2 separate regions of the Ovis aries genome follow, and region 1 is linked to region 2. The links are chromatin contacts, called in public Hi-C maps. All regions are on one chromosome and are shown on one strand. Each heading gives the region's core, a stretch centred on a gene start, on an enhancer-like site or on the middle of the called end of the contact. The rest is flanking DNA. Distances are from core to core; before and after follow the strand shown.

The links. A called contact is a pair of places that touch in the nucleus more often than the background predicts.
Region 1: a Hi-C map of tail adipose tissue shows a contact between it and region 2, with 6 times the contacts expected there. The contact joins the enhancer-like site here to the promoter of COL5A1 in region 2. A contact is called at or near these places in 9 of 16 Hi-C or Micro-C datasets (hypothalamus, liver, mesenteric adipose tissue and 5 more).

The regions. Positions count from the first base shown.
Region 1 is chr3:1,833,427-1,836,126 of ARS-UI_Ramb_v3.0, forward strand. No RefSeq gene overlaps it. Among named protein-coding and RNA genes, the nearest start is that of RXRA, 110 kb to the right of the region's middle. Within about 2 kb of position 1,290, at least 11 of the 54 cell types and tissues checked have an H3K27ac peak or open chromatin away from gene starts, as enhancers often do. A contact at or near this core is called in tail adipose tissue, where this site is marked.
Region 2 is chr3:1,692,444-1,695,143 of ARS-UI_Ramb_v3.0, forward strand. It overlaps COL5A1 (collagen type V alpha 1 chain), which reads right to left and starts at 1,303. Exons shown (of 66, transcript XM_027966118.2): 1 at 777-1,303. The coding sequence starts at 903.

The DNA.
Region 1 (2,700 bases), core at 40-2,539, 140 kb after region 2:
GAGCCCCACCCCCAGGCACTGTGGCCCCTGGGCCTCCAGCCCACCCAGCCCCGGCACCCCATGCAAGTCCCCCGCACCTCAGGATGCAAACCTCCTCCCCACAAAGGGGGCCCTTTGGAGCAAGGCTGCTCAGGGGCGACCTGGAGGCTGGCTGCGGGCCCTGGGCCCTTGCCCTCGGGCCTGGCACCGTCAGCTGCTAGAAAACGCGGGTCGATTAGAATCTGCCTTCCTCCAGCCGGCGTCCACCCAGCCTCACCGTCACCAGGCTTTTCTGCAAAGTTTCTTTCAAAACGCACTTGGGAGAGCAAATGTGGAGACGACAGCTAAGCCAGGCCACCGTTCAGACCCCGGCGGACTCCACAGAGGCCAGGGCATGTGGCCCTGGGGGCTCTGCAAGTGGTGGGAGGCCCTTCCTCCCCGGTGGGGGGCCTACCTCTAGGGACCGAGGGCTCTGAGGCTGCAGTGACCTTGTCCTGAGGCTCAGGCTCTGTCAGGGTTGGGGAGTGTCCACGGAGCCCCTGGAATTTTGGAGAAGGGGGCCTCATATCCTCTCCTGTGGAGCCAGGGCCATGTCAGTTCCTGCCGTGTTCCGGGACCCCTGGAGCCCCCATCCGGAGAGGCAGGGTCCTCACCAGAGCAGCCCCGAGCAGGAGGGACGGGGTGGGTCCTTCTCACTCCCCCTCCAGCGCCCACGGTAGCTGGGACCGGTGGACAGACACCGTGAGGGTCCCAGGCTTCGGCACAAAGCTGCAAGGCTGACTTTGCAAAGTGCAGGGGCCTGAGTGTGCTTGGAGTGGGGGGGTGGGCTGAGGCCCGGGACAACCCCACAGCCCGGGGGATCCTCCCGACGTCAAGGCTGGAGGCCCAGCAATGCCAGGATTCTCTCCATCCCGGGGCCTGCGGCCCTCCACTCTCAGCGGGGGTGGGACACACTGAACTGTTCCGAAGGGGCCCAGGGCTGTGTCACGTGGGCAGTCCTGTGTCCAGAGGCCCCTGGACGTCTTCAGATGCCGGACACTGCGCGGGGCTCCCTTTGACCTTGACCTCTCTCCCATCCATGGTCTCACTCTGCCCTCCTTCTGGTCCCCTCCTGTCCCCCTGGGTCAGGCCACGGAGCTGAGGCCGGACAGCCTGGGATGCCCAGGGCGGCGGACCTCGGCCCCTGCCCCCACGGCTCCTGCCTTTCTGCCAAGACCCCTGTGGGCCATCCGCTGTCCTGGCTCACAGGCCGGGAGCTTGCTGGGACCGACTTCATGTGGTGTGTGTCCCAGAACCAGGGCGAGCTTCATTTTTTCCCACTGACGTCACCCGGCACGGTTTGAATCCGAAGTGACTTCGAAACCCTCAGAGACATAACTGCAGTTGTCTTTGCAAAGTGGAATCAGATGGTTTTTCCAAACCTCCCCAGCCCCTGCCTCCTCCCCGACTCCCTCTCGCTCTCTCTCTCTCTTATTATGTTCCTTGGACAGCGGCCAGATGTTCCCTGCAACAGCAGCCCTCCAAAACGTTACAGAAAGAGCGTGCGCGCAGCTTCCTGCCGCTGGGGTGGAAGCGGCGACGTGGCAGGGCGGGGGTGGCGGCCAGGCTGCAGGCCGGGGGGAGGCGTCGGTCTCCAGCCAGGCCCCGGGTCCCAACCCACAGGGCACAGTGGGCAGCGCCCATCCCCGGACGTGGGGCCTGGGCCAGGGCGGGGGCCAAGTGCAGGCCACGGCCGGGGAAAGAGCGGGGTTCTAAGACCGGGCTCCGGGCACAGGCTGACCCCGGGGCGCCCTCAGCTCCATGTCTCCATGGCGTCCAGGGCCCTTCATGCCCAGCAGCCTCTCCCAGGGCTGCCTTCAGGGCCGGCCGCACCTGGGCCAGCTCACCTGAACACAGGCGCACAGGCCCCCTGGGGCGGGCGGCGGGGCCTGGCAGGAGGGCCAGCGTCCGTCCCAGACGGAGGCAGAGGCCAGAAAGCATGGGAGCGGCAGCCTGGATGGACCCAGCGTCGGGGCCCGAGGCGCGTCTGGGGGAACTGGCACACGGGGGCCCCCGGAGGGAAGGTCAGGCCTCCCCGATCTCCTGGACGCCACCAGAGCCTTAGCACAGGCAGCTCGGAGCTTCCCCTGAGCTGGGGGAGCTCCCAGAGGCACCGCAGCCCAGCCCAGCCCACCCCCGACAAGGCAGAACCCACACACGCGCATGCACACACACACGGAGCCCCATCTTCCCAGCAGCCCCCTCGTCCTAGGTGCTTCCAGGTTCAGAATGGGGGGTGCCGAGGCTGCGCCCCAACCCCAGTCAGCAGGAGCCCACCCAGGGAGGGCGCCCCACCCCCAGGAACAGTTTGGTTCTCCCTGGAGAATGTAGGGTGCCACGTGGACGCCCGGTGGGCAGAGCTGAGAGCACAGACAGCAGAGAGGAGTCAGGGTCAAAGGTCCAAGCGCCCCAGCATCTGAAGACGTCCTGCAGGGGCCTCTGGACACAGGACTGCCCACGTGACACAGATGGGACAGCCCCCCCCCCCAGGGCCGGTCAACAGGGTGGCTGACCCTGGCCCCCCCGAGCTCCAGACCACCCTAGGCTCCAGGAGCCGCTGGAGGGACTCACAGAACTCAGCCAGGCCGCCGCACTCACAGTCAAGGGTCATGAGCCCAAACGGACAGAGGAAAACCAGCCCAGGGAGGGTCCGCGTGGGGCAGGTGCCAGGGACACCAGGCA
Region 2 (2,700 bases), core at 53-2,552:
GGGACAGGCAACCGCAGAAGTGATGCTTGGACACCCCCGAGGGCAGGAAAGTGTGTGGGAGGCAGTGGGGGCGGCAGGCATCCAGGCAGGCTCCCTGTGGGTGCTGGCCGGCTGGTCGCCGCCCGCAGGAGACGGCTCCTTCTAAGGGCAGACCTCTGGCAGAAGTCCCGTCAGTGCATCATGTAAACGCTGGCAGCCCAGGCCCGGCAACATCTCCCCGCCCCGCCGTGCGCCTGGAATCCCGTCTTTGGGCAGCAAACTCTAGAAAACCTTCTTCCCAGGAGAAGTCGGGAGATGGCGGGGGCTGCGTTTCTGGGATTCCCGTCCCCCGCCCTCCACCCTCGCGTCCCCTATTCCCGGGAGGCCCGGCCAGAACTGACCCGCTGTGACTCTAGGGGGCGACCCTTCCCGGGTTTCAGGAAAGGAAGTCGTGCTGCGCGCCTGCGATGTGGGACACAGAAGGTAAAGTTTCGGGACAAAAGTCTGCCTGCCTGGCGGACAGCCCCTCCGGCGCATCCTACGCGGAGCCCCAGCCTCGGGTCCCCCGACAGCCCCGGCGGTCGGCCCGTTTGGCGCGGGGGAGGGCTGTGCCGGCGCGCCCCCCTCTCCGGGGCCCCCAGCTAACGGCATTCGGAGTCTCGGGCCGCGCATTCCACAGCCAAGCGGGGAAGGTCGTGCAGGCGCAGAAGAGGCCGGGCGCCCGGGGATGACAGCCGTGCCGGCCCCGGCGGCCACCGGCCCCCGGCCCCCAGAGCCCCGGCGCCCCGCGCCCTTACCTGCGCGGCTCGGAGGCGGCGCCCACAGCAGCAGCAGCAGCAGCAGCAGCGGCGGCGGCAGCGGGGACAGCAGCGGGGCGCCCGGGCGGAGCGGGCTGCGCGCTTTCCAGCGGGTGTGGAAGTCCATGCCGGAGGGGCGCGCGGTGCGGGGCGCGGGGCGGGCGCGCGGGGACGCACGGGGCGCGGGGCACGGCCCGGGCAGCGGACTCAGCGGGGCCGGCACGGCCTTAGGAAGTCATGGGAGCAGCCGCCGGCCCGTGCTCTTTGTGGCCGTGGCCCCCGGGAGGGTCGGCTGGCGCGCTCGCCCACGGCCGGGAGGGCTCGACCTCGGTCCGCGGGGCGCCGGGACCCCGCTCGGCTCGCTGGCCCCGGCCTCCTCGCCCCCTCCGGTTCCTTCTGGCCTCCTCCTCGCCGCCGCCGCCCCGCGACTCGCTCCCCTGGGCGCTGCGCTCGAGTGCGGTCCGGCGCCGGCCGCGGGGACGAAGGAGGAGTGCGACCTCGCCTCGGGCGCCGAGCACTTTTCCCCCTTCCCCTCCCGCCCTCGCTCCTGGAAGGCACCCGCGGAGGCCGGGGCTCCCCGGCGCCCGCAGCAAATCAGAGCAGCCGCTGGGCTCGGCCGGGCCGGCCCCCGCTTCCCACTGGGCGCCGCGGGCGGGGAGGTGGGGCCAGCGGGCGAGTGGCGGCGAGGAAGGGGCTGGCCCGGGCCGGGCGGGGACCCGAGCGGGCACGGCGCCGGCTCTGCCGGCGTGCGCGCGCGGACGGAGCCCCCCGAGGCCGATCCTGGACCCCCACTTTTCCCGCCCCGGGTGCCCACCCCTGGCCAAGCCCCAGAACCAGTGTGGAGGCGCCCTGAGTTCGAGCATTTGGAGTTAAAAAAAGTTGCATCTCACCCCGCCTAGCTTTTTTCACGTGCTTGGAGTTGAGAGCTCCTCTTCTGGGTGGAGACTGGACTTCCAATCCAGCCAGATCGGGGCGCCCAAGACTGCAGCAGGCGCGTCCACCCCTACCCACGACCCGCTGTCCACCTTCCCGCATGGCAGGCTGGGCATCCGTGCCCACGCTGAGGTCTGGACTCCCGAGAAGTCCTCGGGGGGAGCTTGGAGATCACACATCTGGGATATTAATCAGGCGGAGGTCGCCAGCACCCCTCCCCCCTCTCTCCTCCTGCGTGGAGACCCCTCTGCCAGCAAAAAGGGAAGCCAAGGAGACACGTGTTTGGGAGGTGACAGCCGCAGAGGATGAGGGCTAGGGACCCTGCTGCCCCAGACCACCGTGGCGTACTGCCTCTCTTCCTCCACGCCATTAAGCCTCAGAGAGGTCTCCCTGGAGCCTACAGGCTGCGGTGGGTGGCCGCAGCCCCTTCCGTTTGGTTCCCCCAGCCCAGAAATATCCACCCCGCCCCCTCAAAAGTCTGCTGAAGCCTCCCTCAGACCCCTTCCCAGAAGAGCAACGGTGCTAGTTTTTAAAGTGGAGGGAAGATGAGTCAGGGGGCTTTTCAGAACCCAAGCCATCCCCTCTGCTTTGAACAGACGGTTCAGCCACTGACGCTGAAGCAGTGTTGGGACCTCCGCCCCCAGCTCCCAGACTGAAGGTGAAATTCCGCAAACGCCCTTCAGTTCCAACAGGGAGGGAGGGGAGGAGGGGAGAGGTTGGGTCTGCGGGCACCGCCATGTGCTGCCTCTCACGCCGGCCATAGGTCACTGGGGCTACCCTGGGGGGCCCACATCTGCCCACGTGCTCTCGGAGGTATTCAGCACCGCTCAGGTAAAGGACGAAACGCACAAAGTGAAATGTTCTCTCTGGTTTGGATAGTTCTTTCTTGGATAGCTCTTTCTTGCTGTTTTGCAGCCTGCATAAATCACATCTGTGGTCTGGGTGGGTGTGCGCTGTGTGAACAGGTATGTAGGTCTGTAATTCATGCGCC